2 separate regions of the Mus musculus genome follow, and region 1 is linked to region 2. Evidence: chromatin contacts called from public ChIA-PET data. All regions are on one chromosome and are shown on one strand. Each heading gives the region's core, a stretch centred on a gene start, on an enhancer-like site or on the middle of the called end of the contact. The rest is flanking DNA. Distances are from core to core; before and after follow the strand shown.

The links. ChIA-PET counts read pairs in DNA pulled down with a chosen protein or histone mark.
Region 1: an SMC1A ChIA-PET map of the G1E-ER4 cell line shows a contact between it and region 2, with 8 read pairs. The contact joins two enhancer-like sites.

What each region holds. Positions count from the first base shown.
Region 1 is chr12:46,400,623-46,407,400 of GRCm38.p6, forward strand. No RefSeq gene overlaps it. Among named protein-coding and RNA genes, the nearest start is that of Gm40416, 200 kb to the left of the region's middle. Within about 2 kb of position 5,244, at least 11 of the 459 cell types and tissues checked have an H3K27ac peak or open chromatin away from gene starts, as enhancers often do. A contact at or near this core is called in the G1E-ER4 cell line, where this site is marked.
Region 2 is chr12:46,212,151-46,219,737 of GRCm38.p6, forward strand. No RefSeq gene overlaps it. Among named protein-coding and RNA genes, the nearest start is that of Gm40416, 10 kb to the left of the region's middle. Within about 2 kb of position 3,756, at least 2 of the 459 cell types and tissues checked have an H3K27ac peak or open chromatin away from gene starts, as enhancers often do. A contact at or near this core is called in the G1E-ER4 cell line, where this site is marked.

The DNA of each region.
Region 1 (6,778 bases), core at 3,994-6,493, 190 kb after region 2:
ACATAATTTACCTGGTAGTGTCATAGGACCCATCTTTCTAAAGGTAATATTTGAAGTATTAAATATATTCAGATTTTCTTTTGAAGAAGGAAGTGACTGTGAAGCCTGTACAGTCCTGGGGAGCATCGAGCTGTTGCCTGATTTTTCAGCCAGTTTAATTTGAGTCACACTCAAACTGCTGCTGTATTCACTTGTGTCAATATGACACTGTGCCACTGTTGTGTGTGGCTAAACTGCAAACATCTCCAGGACTTTGCTCAGAAAGACAGCTTGGCCTGTTGACAGTTTCTTTTCCCTTATAGAAGCAGCATTCAGGGAGGGTGAGAGATGCTAACCGCTCACCTAAGTATCCAGCCACCCTTCCCAACCACGTGTATACAATCCTGCCATGGTCTTGGGAGGGGATCAAGAGCATATAGCAGGAGAAGGATGAGGAGAGAGTTTCTTCAATGAAGCCATCATCCCTCATGGGTCCAGACCTTCTAATGTAGCTGCCACATCTGCTCCCATCTGAAACCCCTCACCCACTGCTCTGGAAGTAAGCCTATTAGATTCATTGTTTCCTCTGAGTGAACTTTGGTGGAATCACACCTTTGCTTGTGGTTGAAATCTTAGCACTAGGGGTAGACACTGTTTGCAGCTCTATCAGCAAGTCAATGAACCTTGAGTATCCCAAAAGGTTAAGTCCAGATACTCAAATGACTTACACAAAATACTGTATCTAATTACACCCTGTGAACATATACTTTTAATCACCTCTAAGTTATAATACCCAAAGCAATGGAAGTGCTATGAAATTATCTGGTGTCCTGTAATATAAATATATGTTATGTTTAAGATGTTAAATAATCGTCAAGTCTCAGCATGAAGAGGGGTTCTGAGAGAAGGGGTGTCTGGGAGCCATGAAAAGAATGACTCAAAGTCAAACTGTGGATCCAGGCTGACAACCTGTGTTCTGCTTGATACAGCTTTTCCAGTCTGCTTCTCTCTATGTTCTGCTTTCTCTCTGGAGATTTCTCTGCCTAAGTTCTGCGTGCTTACTATTCTAAGAGATCTCTCTCTGTTCATGCCCTGCTTCTTTGAGTGTGTGTGTGTGTGTGTGTGTGTGTGTGTGTGTGTGTATCTGTCTGTCTCTGTGTGTGTATCTATCTGTCTCTGTGCGTGTATCTGTCTGTGTATCTGTCTCTATCTCTCTGTCTCTGTCTCTGCATGTGTGTGTGTTTGTGTGCCTGTGTGTTTGTGTGTGTGTGTGCATCTGTCTGTCTCTGTGTGTGTCTGTCTGTGTGTGTATCTGCCTGTCTGTCTGTCTGTGTATCTGTCTCTATCTCTATATCTCTCTGTCTCTGTCTGTCCCTGTGTCTGTGTGCCTGTGTGTTTGTGTGTGTATGTGTGTGCCTGTGTGTTTGTGTGTGTGTGTGTTCTCACAGCAGTTCTCTCTTTTTACCCTGACAAATTCTCTGGATAGCTCATCTCCAGCAGAACACAGGTCCAGTCTTTTATTTTACATATCAATCCACTCATTTACTCAAATTATTAAAAGTCAGCAAGCATACATTTTTCTTAACGTGCAAAAGAATTGAGAGATCTGTTTACCTTTGCTATGCATAAACCATAAACTAGTTGGGTGGGACCCTGCCCTGAAATGACAATTTCTTCCACACCTGGGCCTAACCTCACTCTGTTCTAGGCTGACCTTGAACACAGTGATCTGCCTGGCTTTATACCTTTGTGACAAGCTGGCTCATAGTGTTTCTTCAGATTCACGAAGCCCCTCAGAATTCATAGTGCATCCTTATATTTTGCATAATTGAGAAATTTTATATTTTCAAACTCATGTATCTAGAGCTCTTTTCCATAGCCTTAAAGGCTGTTCTGAAGGTCACAAAATTTAACATTTTCTGAGACATTAGCCACACCTTTGCCTCCTGGACTCATGCTGTCACAGGTTCACAAGCCTTATGCCCACAGCAACCATCAATACTTATGAAGGTTCACATCTGGGGCCCTGCCTCAGGGGCAAGAGTTGTGTCACTCTGTCCCCACCAGGCCCATGCCGGGGCTCAGCAAATGGTTATGTATAATGTGTGTGTGTGGTGGTTGGGGGGGGGGGTTGTTGAAGACAGAGGAAAAAATGTGGTGAATTATAGTATCCTACATGACCTAGAAAACTAAGATTATTGTCTCCTTAGGATTGTTGTGACTGAGAAAAAGAAAGTATATTTATGATTTATATGTCAGATATGGCTCAGTGCATTCTACTTGCCCTGTACCCATTAGCTGATGAATCTCCTAGATTGGTACCTTCCGTCCTACAGGAAAATGCTGATTCAGAACACAGTTTTGGAGATTAATGTAGGGATGTAGAACAGCCATGTTCTGAAGCTGAAGTTCAGATTCAGAGCCAGAGACCTTGCCAAGATGCTTCCGTGATGAAACTTGCTTCATCATTGGAATTTCGAATGTAAAGTGACTCATCTATCTAGAGTACCAAAAAGTTAATTCTTGCTGTTTGCTGTTTATGAGCAAGGTCTTTCTGTGCAACCCAGGTTGAGTAGCCTGGGTGGACTGGTCATCTTCTTGCCTTAGCCTCTTGGTGCTGAGATTATGTGTGTGTGCCACAATACCCAGCAGCAAGAGACTTTGCATCCTTGTTTGAAATGGAAACAAAACACAACAAAATAAAAACAAAAATAAGGCAAGCAATACATGTCAACAAAGATCTAGAGGCATCAAAGACACATTTTCAGGGAAAGTACAGATGTGATCTTTAGAAATGACACTTCAGTATCTTTATAGAATGCATAAGATTAAAGCTGTAAGAATACTCTGCATGTAAAGGCAATTGGAAACCAACATGTCGGAGTGGGAAGTTTAGTTATAATTAGCAAACTTATATAACCAGTTGTTGGATTCTGGGCAGGTGTTTTCAGTTTCTTGAACTGGAAACAGGGAACTAAAATAAACACAAATTTATAAAGTAGTAAGAAATATTTTTTTTCCAAAGCAAAGAGATAAGAACACTAAAAGGCTCAATACACTGTCCAAAATGACCGTGAACCACATGAGAAAGAGTACTCAAAGAGCCCATTTATTGTTTGGGACTTTTTTATTTAAATGGGATTCAAGAGGAAGGGCTTGGTTGCTAAAAATGTAGCACAGGTGAAGCTCTGTTAGGATTGACAGGCTTTTAGCCTTTGCTCACTGTATATCTTTTCCCAAAGAGACTTCTTCATTTTTGTATACTCAACTATATGCAGATGATACACTTGGCCATAGCATGCATGCAGCTAAAAGTAGTCTATGCCAGATTGACCGGTCTCTTTTTGGTTTTGGGATGTTTCCAAGATATGTTTGAGTAGAAATAGGATGTTATAAAGGGGGATGAAAAGGGGAGTGATTTTGTTCCTCTATCTAAGGCCTAATGTAGGCAAGCATCCTAGATTGTTAACATGTTGCTAGTTATATTGATAGGACAGTTATATTGATTTTGTGCACAGTAGATGCAGGCAAAGCTCTTGGTCACCAAGTACATTGTTAGGAGTGGAGTGTATGTATAGTCCATGCCAATCTATTCTCCCATGTTTATCACCTTCACTTAGATATACAGAAGACTCTGCCACTCATTGAAAATGAATTCTCCTTTGTACTCATAATGTGGTTTCTTGCTCTCAAAGTTGGTGGACATCAGTCTCTCCATGATGTTACTAAATTGCTATATGGCACCTATCATGATGCAATAAGCAGTGCTTTAAGGTTCCTTAAATTTTTTAGAGTATTTTAATATTTTCTCTATTTTATGTATTTTTCAATCATCTTAAAATTCTCTTCAATTAAAATAAATGAGCTTGGACTAAAACCTTACTTCTCGCTGCCATGGGATAATTGTTTTGCTCATCTTAACTTGAGCATTTCCTATGATCTGTGCTAATCCCTCCAGGAGCTGGGTTACCACAGCATTCATTAGATCATGATTCATAATATGGTGTGACTGAAGCACACAAAGCTAAGTGGGAAAACTGGTCACACAGTAGATAAGTCTCTTTCATAGAGAACAGACCATTGCCCAATCACTTTATCTAGCAAAGCAATGATAAAAGAGAAAAATGTTCACATATTTTAAAAGGGAATGGAGACAGGAGTAATGATTAATTCAAAACAGATGCAGCAACTGTATTGGCCAACAGTATACATATGTAAATTGTGATGTTTTAGTCACATATTCACTACTGTGTTTTAGGTATAGGTGGCCTTCAAAGTTCTCATGTTAGAGCATCATATCAACGATAATTGTATTTGCATGCAGGGCCTGTGAAGAATCAGTTGAGACACAAAGAGTCTGCCCCACAAATAGGTTAGTGTTTCACAGGAGAGACTTGGAACAGCACTTTTCTAGTCATCCCATTCCTTTCTCCACATGAGGAAGCAGAAAATATGCTACACCAGACTCCAAACCTTCTACCATTCTGATCTTGTTCTTGGACTTGCTAGGTCTCAGAATAAAGGTGTATTAGTTATAAATTACCAACCTCAGCTATAGCAACACAAATGTGTGTATACACACACACACACACACACACACACACACACACACAAACACACAAGGATGGGAGATGCTCACTTGAATTTTCCTATTACCTAAATCATGGCTGATACCAAAATTGTACCTTTTTCTGTCTCATCCATGTACTTGCTAAGGGTGGTCTCCTACAGCAACAACCTGGCAAGTTTATATCACTTCCAATCAGTGTCCAGCTATGATACAACACTGAAGCATGAGTAGCAGGAAGAGGCTAGGATGGCCTCTGTGCACATTTAAGGTTACATAAAAATTTGCTTAGCATCCAAGTGTAAGAAATATGTTTTTCCTGGTCAAGGGGCATGAAGGTGAAAGTGAGGGAAAGTTGGTCCAGCCATTTATCTGCAGTGAGACTGCATGGGCATGGGGGTGATGCCCCCCAGCTTGCCTCTCACTATCTGAAGCAGTAGGAGAACTGGCCCTGGGGTCATGAGGCCAAGTGAGCTGCCCCTGTACTTCATAGGCTGTAGCACTTGGAAAGAAGGCCCTGTGCCTTGCCTGGGCAACACAGTGGAGCTGGCCCTGATGTCAAAGGCACCAGCACTGAGGGTGTCAGGGCAGGAACAGCTGCCCCAACCCCTCACAGGCTGCAGCACTTAGGATAGTGGGCCTTGTCTAAGCATCACAGTGGAGCTAGTTCTGGAGGCTAAGATAAGAGTGAGTCAACACAGAGGGCAGAAGAGCAAGAGAGCTGACCCATCTTCCTGCTGATTGCATTGGGTGGCCTAGCCAGAGAAGTGCTAGAGAACTCACTTTGGTGGTTCAGATAAGGGAGAACAGATGACTCTACTACTACCACTTAGGCTCAGACTCAAGGCTCTGAGGTAGCCTACCTCCAAATCTTTATCATTTGTGAATGACTGGGACTTGTGAAAGAGCCAGTCCTGCTGCTGCAAAGCTGAAGGAAGTTCATGACACAGAACAACAGGATAACAGGATATCCGATATTAGTGATATCACAGAAACCATATATCTTGAACCAGACCAATGACTTAAAATAATGAACAATGGGAGATCTTTCCATCTTCTGAGATCTTCTTTAATTTCTTTCTTCAGAGATTTGAAGTTTTTATCATATAGATCTTTCACTTCCTTAGATAGAGTCACGCCAAGATATTTTATATTATTTGTGACTATTGAGAAGGGTGTTGTTTCCCTAATTTCTTTCTCAGCCTGTTTATTCTTTGTATAGAGAAAGGCCATTGACTTGTTTGAGTTTATTTTATATCCAGCTACTTCACCGAAGCTGTTTATCAGGTTTAGGAGTTCTCTGGTAGAATTTTTAGGGTCACTTATATATACTATCATATCATCTGCAAAAAGTGATATTTTGACTTCCTCTTTTCCAATTTGTATCCCCTTGATCTCCTTTTGTTGTCGAATTGCTCTGGCTAATACTTCAAGTACTATGTTGAAAAGGTAGATGCAATCCCCATCAAAATTCCAAATCAATTCTTCAACTAATTAGAAGGAGCAATTTGCAAATTCATCTGGAATAACAAAAAACCTAGGATAGCAAAAAGTCTTCTCAAGGATAAAAGAACCTCTGGTGGAATCACCATGCCTGATCTAAAGCTTTACTACAGAGCAATTGTGATAAAAACTGCATGGTACTGGTATAGAGACAGACCAGTAGACCAATGGAATAGAATTGAAGACCCAGAAATGAACCCACACACCTATGGTCACTTGATCTTCAACAAGGGAGCTAAAACCATCCAGTGGAAGAAAGACAGCATTTTCAACAATTGGTGCTGGCACAACTGGTTGTTATCATGTAGAAGAATGCGAATTGATCCATACTTATCTCCTTGTACTAAGGTCAAATCTAAGTGGATCAAGGAACTTCACATAAAACCAGAGACACTGAAACTTATAGAGGAGAAAGTGGGGAAAAGCCTTGAAGATATGGGCACAGGGGAAAAATTCCTGAACAGAACAGCAATGGCTTGTGCTGTAAGATCGAGAATTGACAAATGGGACCTAATGAAACTCCAAAGTTTCTGCAAGGCAAAAGACACCGTCAATAAGACAAAAAGACCACCAACAGATTGGGAAAGGATCTTTACCTATCCTAAATCAGATAGGGGACTAATATCCAACATATATAAAGAACTCAAGAAGGTGGACTTCAGAAAATCAAATAACCCCATTAAAAAATGGGGCTCAGAACTGAACAAAGAATTCTCACCTGAGGAATAC
Region 2 (7,587 bases), core at 2,506-5,005:
TATCCCAAGAGTCCCCCATATCCCCCACTCCTCTACCCACCCACTCCCACTTCTTGCCCCTGGCATTCCCCTGTACTGAGGCATATAAAGTTTGCAAGACCAAGGGGCCTCTCTTCCCAATGATGGCCAACTAGGCCATCATTGATACATATGCAGCTAGAGACACGATCTCCGGAATGTTCCAAAAATAAAATGTTCATGCATATAAATATGCTTGTTACTTCTATAAGATTAATAAATTTCCACTCATATGTAATCAGTGTGTTATTGGTATGACTGAGAATTCTGTATAAACACATGAGTAGCATGAAAAACTGACTTTATTGTCAAAACTATAAAACAACACTATTCAGTTCTTTCATTGTTCAAACTGTTGAGATATTTTATTTATTTGGTCCATTCTTAGTTAAGTCTTTATCAAGTACATTGAATTTTATTTTAAAGTATCTTTTTCTCTCAGTTAGTATTCATTCCAATTAAAGTATAATCACTCACTTGTCAATGATCGTAGCTCTTAGTCTTATCTTTTAAATCCCCCCTCTGGCCCTGAAATACTCAGGAAGCCCTTCTCATTCTCAGCCTCTGGAAGTAAGAGCAAGCAGAGAATGAGGTGCTGGCTATGTAAATGAAGGCTCTTGGTGGTGAAGAGGAATTTTAATCTTAGTCCAATTTTTATGTTCTTCACTTCTAATGATGGGTCCTGCTCTATCTTCACCTACTGGTAGATGTGTGATAATCCAAGAAAACATCTCAGAAGCCAGAATAACTTCTCCATCAACTTCATCTATACAAATTCTGAAAGCCATAAGTCAACTGAAACAAACATTCACCCTTTTCTTTACTCTCTAAGCACAATATCCTGCTTCTGCTCACCTGCCTTGCAGAAGAACCATAGTAAGCCTGTAGACTTCAGGCACAAAGCACTGTCTCAATGTTTAAGTATCAAAATGCCTCCTGGCACTACCATAGGAGCCAGTATGAAGTAAAAATGCAGGATTCAACTGTTTAAAACTCATTGAGAACTTTATAACAACTACCACAAAGGGTTAAACAACAATTTTGAATGCAGGGCTCTCCGTGACTCCATGTCACATGCCTATATTATGTGGGTGATCCTCCAAGTCCTGGCTCTAAGAATAGCCCTCATAAACACAGTTCTAATGCTTGTGGTTCATTTCTCTAGTGACAGACGGGCTCATTTTCCTCTGAAATTTTAGCTCATCTCTGAATCTTAAATAAGGAACCAAACTTCTATTGAACTTGAACTATTTCCAAAAAGAAAAAAAAATGTAATATTTGTGTTGTGTAGTTATTGAGATGCCTGCTATTCTGCTTTGATTTGGTTTCTGGCTTTGTTTATTTGTATGGTTATTTTTTTTCTTGTTTTCTTTTAGTTTTAAAGCACAGCTATACTACTATTGGGCAAATAGTTCCTTTGAACAGTCCATGTCTATCATGAAGTGTCCATTTCAATAACACTGCTAAGGACATACATAGAACAAAGAGAAAATGAAAGAGGGGATCATTTTTTTCCTAGACCATTGGTTATGGAGAAAAAAATGGATATATAGAGAGAAAGAAGAATAATTAGACATATGATCTCTCCTTATGCAGATTTTCTATGAGAAAAAAAGAGACATTTCTGTTCTCCTTCTTAGGGATGTAGGAATGTGACTGCTATGTGTGTGAGGTCTGCAACATCTTCAGAAAAGAAGAGAGAAGATAAGACTAGAGCTAATCTAGTCTAAACTCTCAAGGCAAAAGCATGACTTATTCCTCAAAACAGATTTTTTTTTTCTTTTTCTGGCCAAATATGACCATAGCCAGGGAATATAGAGTTAGGTCACTGAAAATCCCATGTCCCAAAATGGTAACTATTCATTTGGGGTTTTGAACAAAGAGTAAAGAAAGAAATTAAGGCACTTTTGCAATACATTGCAATACATTGGTAAGTAGACATGTTACAGCAGAGAAGGAAAGTCTCTTATTGGCTTCAGATGCTATTGGATTGGATGGCATTGTTAGCTTTTGTGGTTGGTTCAAACTAGGTGTCTGGATATTTCAAAGGATTAACCTAATGGTCACTAATATGTTCATTTATGTAGAGAAAGGGATATCAAGAGTGCTTAAAATAGCCCAAGAATATTTGTTTCTGTACTTGCAGCATTCAAATCTCTCCTCAGTCATTCAAGTTGTAATCAGCTAACTAGCCTGGCCTTGCACAAGCTTTAGTGGACTGTGCTGCTCTCTCTAGGAACTGTCATTCAGAGTGGACATGTGTCACATGTGACTTCTAGGTCAATTCCTGTTAAGGTGGAAGCTAAATAACCACATATGTGTTTATTATTGTTGTTGTAAAAAATATCTGTAAGGCAATCAATCATGTGGTAGGAGGTCCAAGGTATCAAGGCCAAGAGATGCAGAGGGGATTTACAGAGATAATTTAGCATTTAATAGCTCTCTCTGAACTTTTGGAGGACCTGAGTTGAATTATCCACACCTATATCTGTTGACTCAGATATCTGTTGTAACTCCAACTGTCTCTTCTGGTCTCACATGCATGACTTATATTGACAAGATTTACACACATACATATAAATATATTTTTTTCAAATAAAATATAGAAGTGTTTGAGTGTCTACAAAAGCATGGGGATGTTTCAGTCAGTTATGATCCTTACCAAGACAATAAGAACGACAAGACTTTTGGATCCTCAGATATAGGGGAAGATGGCAGAAATAACAACACAAAATATCAGGGCTTCCCTCTAGAAGTTGAATGAAGCAATGTTGCATCTCAGGAGCGGCACCAGATCAAGGATCACTCTTTTCCTAATTCTGCAAGACTTTATTTTACCGGCTTCTTTCCAGTGAATTAAGATGCTGTCATAAGACAGAACGGAAGGACTGTATCTCAGATTCTTATAAGTACTGCATCTCAGATCCTTGTAGAGCTTTTTTTTTTTTTAATTATCCAAAAGTAGCACATTAAAGTCGCCCTGGCAGTTAAACTGTAAATGAGATAAATACTGAAATGAGTAGAAAAAATTTTAAATTACTTTATTTTTTACATTCCATACCCCATTTCTGGGCCCCCCCCATCCACCTTCTGACTGTTCTACTTCTCACACCTCCTCCCCACCCCACCCCTGTCTCCACCTGACCTCTAAACTCCCTGGGGCCTCCAGTCCCTTGAGGGTTAGATGCATTATCTCTGAATGAACACAGATCCAGAAGTTTTCTACTTTATTTGTGTTGGGGGCCTCATATCAGTTGATGTATGCTGTCTGTTTGGTGGTCCAGTGTCTGAGAGATCTCAGGGATCCAGATTAATTGAGACTGCTGGTCCTTCTACAAGATTGCCCTTCTTATCAACTTCTTTCAGCTTTCCCTAATTCAACCACGGGGGTAACTGCTTCTGTCCATTGGTTGGGTGCAAATATCTGCATCTGATTCTTTCAGCTGCTTGTTAGATCATTCAGAGGGCAGTAATGATAGGTCCCTTTTTGTGAGCATTCCATAGCCTCAGTAATATTGTCAGGCCTTGGGACCTCCTTTTGAGCTTGATCTCACTTTGGGCCTGTCACTGGATGTTCTTTTCCTCAGCCTCCTCTCTATTTCCATACCTGGAATTTTTTCAGACAAGAACAACTAAGGGTGAGAGATGGCAACCCAATTCCTTATTTGATGCCCTGTCTTCCTGCTGGAGGTGGGTTCTATATGTCCTGTGTCCCTACGATCGGGCAAAAGGTGTGCATGGTACTCACTAATAAGTGGACATTAACCAAAAAAAAAAAAAAGTAATAAAATAAAATAAAAGTAGAGAATACCCAAAATACAGTCCACAGAACTCAAGTACCCAAGAACTTGAGTACCCAAGTGAGGACACCTCAGTCCCACTTGGGAGAGGGAAGAAAGCAATCATAAGTGGGGAGGCAGGAAGGGACCTGGGAGGGAAAGTGGTTGGGGGAAATAGAGAGGGGGGAGAGGGAAACCTGATCTGGTATTGGGTGAAGGAAGCCCTGAGGATCAGCAGAAAGAATAGAAACAGGCAACCTCAGGAAATAGGAGGTTGGGGGCACCCTCCAGAATGCACTATAGACCTGGGAGGTAAGAGACTCTTTGGAATCAAAGGGGGGTACCTTAGTAGAAAAATATTTAAATGAGCATAGAAGGATATACTTCCTCAGTGCTTATATGGTATATAATAAAGTTTATTCAGAGGGTGAGGAGTTGAGTTCAAGGAGCAAAAGGAGGGAGGGGGGAGGGGAATGGGGTGAGAGAGGAAAATAAGTGGGAGCAAGATCAAGATAGAAAGGAGGGGGCAAGCATCCCCTTTTATAGTGAGTCAGGCATAACTGACTGTTGCCTAGAGTACATGCCAATACAGGAAAGTCTTGGTGGTATAAGAAAGCAAGAGGAACAAGCTGGAGGCACCATTCCCCCCCAGCCTGTGCATTATTTCCTCCCCTGATTTCACTTCATAATGTGTAAACTAAAATATACCCTTTACCCCCAAAGGTGCTTTGGTCAGTTTTGTTGTTGTTGTTGTTGTTTGTTTGTTTGTTTGTTTTGTTTTTGTTTGTTTGTTTTACCACTCCAATAGAAGGAAACTAGAACAGTCATACTAAAGAAATAGGTGAAATATCTTTTCCTTAAAAGAGATACTACATTTTTTTTCCTTCCCAGAATCCATGCCATCCATCAGTCACTAGGAGCCTAGTCATCATGATGTCTGGCTGGCTGGGATTACTCATTTTCTGAACCGTGCCAATTTTCCTTATTGTTTACTTATTTGTTTTTCCCCTCTTGCTTTCATTTTGATGTGAGCAGAGACTTAAGTGTGTTTTTTCCTGGTCCTTTGGTCTTTATTCCTCTTTCTCTGGTGATCTCTCCATGCCATGTGGCTGCCTACTACCATGTGACAAAAGTTCCTGCCAGGCACTCAGGAAGCACAGCTTTTTCTTCCTTCTGTTATCCTTCCTGTTCATTCATCCAAGGTCCCGAGTGTTACAACCTTCCCTTCCCTGTTGTTTGTTTGTTTGTTTGTTTGTTTGTTTTAAATTTAAGAAACATATTATTAAGCTACCATTTAAAACTGTTATTAAATATTTTATTTACATGATAATTTCCTTAGAATAGTTGTAGAAGGGATATTATAAAGAGAGAAGAGAAATTTCTAAGAGACCTAAGACTAGGGAAATGGCTCACAGATACTGAACATAAAAATTAGATAAATCCAATAGTCTCAGATCTTGAATGGCCTCATAGACCATATGAGAACAATGGATTTATTTCAAGTAAGAATGGAAAAAGGCTAATCAGTCCATGTGGTGATGCAGTTTGGCCTTATATACTAGAGAATATTCAAGAGAAGAAGCAAAGGAGTTATTCAGGAAAACACTGTGAAAATCCAAAAGGGAGATGTGGCAACTTGAACCAGGATTGTTATGATGGAGGAACAATAATTTTGATTTGCAACTTTTTAAAGCCCAAGGAAAAACACTGAATAAACCATACATATAAGACATCTGGAAATATCAAATTGGAGGTGGTCTTTGAAGCCATCAGACTAGATGATTTCATCATAGAAGCAAATATAAAGTGAAAAAAGGAAAGCTTTTCAGAGCTTAGCTCTTAAGAAATTTTGGTCATCAATGGAAGGAGAGGCCCTTGATCCTGTGAAAGTTCTATGCCCAATTATAAGGGAATGCCAGGGCCAGGAAGAGGGAATGGGGAGATTATTGAGCAAGGGGAGGGTAGAAGGGACAAGGTATTTTCAGAGGAGAAACCAGGAAAAGAGATAACACTTGAAACGTAACTAAAGAAAATATCTAATAATAATAATAAAAAATCTAGCTAAAGGCCAGAGAGATAAAGAGGAAAGCAAGAGGACATAAGGGAAGTCCACAAAAATAGAAAGAAAGCCAAAGCTAATCCATATCTTGGAGATTAATTTAAAATGAAGAAAATTCTATCAGAAAAGAACCTGTAGTACTGAGAGATATTGCAAGATAAAGAATGCTCTTAGTAAACTTACCAAGATTGTAGCTGGAGCTTTCTTAAGGAAAATGCTCAAGCTTCATTGGAACAAACAAGCAAGGCTTGGCCAATGATCCCCAATATGCCAATTAAAGAGAGAAGTAATAAGGAAAAAAAGAAAAGACGATGTATTCATTGTAGCTATATTGGGAAGAAGAACACATAAAAGGATCTAGGGATCCCAGGTCCATCTTCTGGTCACTCAAATGAGCTTTAGTTTTAAATATCAGATAGGGTGTGCCTATTATCAGTCCTGTGAATCGTCTGGGTTCTAGGCTATGTCCTGTAAAATTGTGTGGTAATTTGATAAATTGTTGATCACTGAGACAATTGGGAGACATCCTTAGTCTCAGAAATTATCCTCATCTGAATGGTATTCAGCTCTTCCTGGAATTTAAGGTTCCTCAGGGGAATGGTTAATGACAGTAAGTTGCCTTGCTGCCTGTGTCATTGAACATATCTGAAATGAAGGTAGAGATGTCAGACTTTCAGCCTGCTTTCCGACCTTGTATGGCTAAGGGAAAAGAAATATTTGTAGCCAAGGTGGCTTTCTCAGTGTCAAGATCCGTTGTGTTGTAAGGGTGAAAGAATGTTATTAGAAGGAATTCCAGAGGAACCGGAGGAGGAGAATTGGAAATGATGAGTATAAATCAATAAAGATACTTTGTTACAAAATACAGAAGTTTTGCTACAGAGAGTATAGCAATGAAGCAATGGATGTATGGAATTGAGCAATATATTTGTCATCAAAATAAATGATAATATGTATGATGAGATGAAAGATGCTGTGACATAATTCTGTCTTAGTTATGGCTTTATTGCAGTATAAAATATTATGACCTAAGCAACTTGGACAAGAAAGGGTTTATTTCAGCTAAAAGATCTCAGGCCACAATCTATCATTGGGGAAGTGAGGGCAGGAAGCAGGAACTGAAGAAGAGGTCATGGAAGTGTACTGCTTACTTGCTTTCTTCTCATAGCTTCCTCAGCCTTCCTTCTTACACAACTCAGAACAATCTACAATGAGATGGACCCTCTCATATCAACTAATCCAAAAAATGCCCACAGGCCTGACTACAGATCAATCTGATGGATGTACTTTTTCAATTGAATTTTATTTTATTTTTTTATACCAAAATTACCTAGCTTGTGTCTAATTGATGAAAACAAACAAACTAATAAGCCAACCAACTAAAAATTAACAGCAACAACTACAAAGAAGTACAAGGCAAACAGAGGAGAAATTCTGGAGATGACAAGAAGAGATGGAATATATGCACAGAGGACATAGCTATTAAAAGGTTGCTGAGGAGCTAGAGAAATTACCCAAGGAGCTAAAGGGATCTGCAACCCTATAGGTGGATCAACATTATGAACTAACCAGTACCCAGGAGCTCTTGTCTTTAGCTGCATATGTATCAAAAGATGGCCTAGTCGGCCATCACTGGAAAGAGAGGCCCATTGGACTTGCAAACTTTATATGCCCCAGTACAGGGGAACACCAGGGCCAAAAAGGGGCACTGGGTGGGTAGGGGATTGGAGGGGG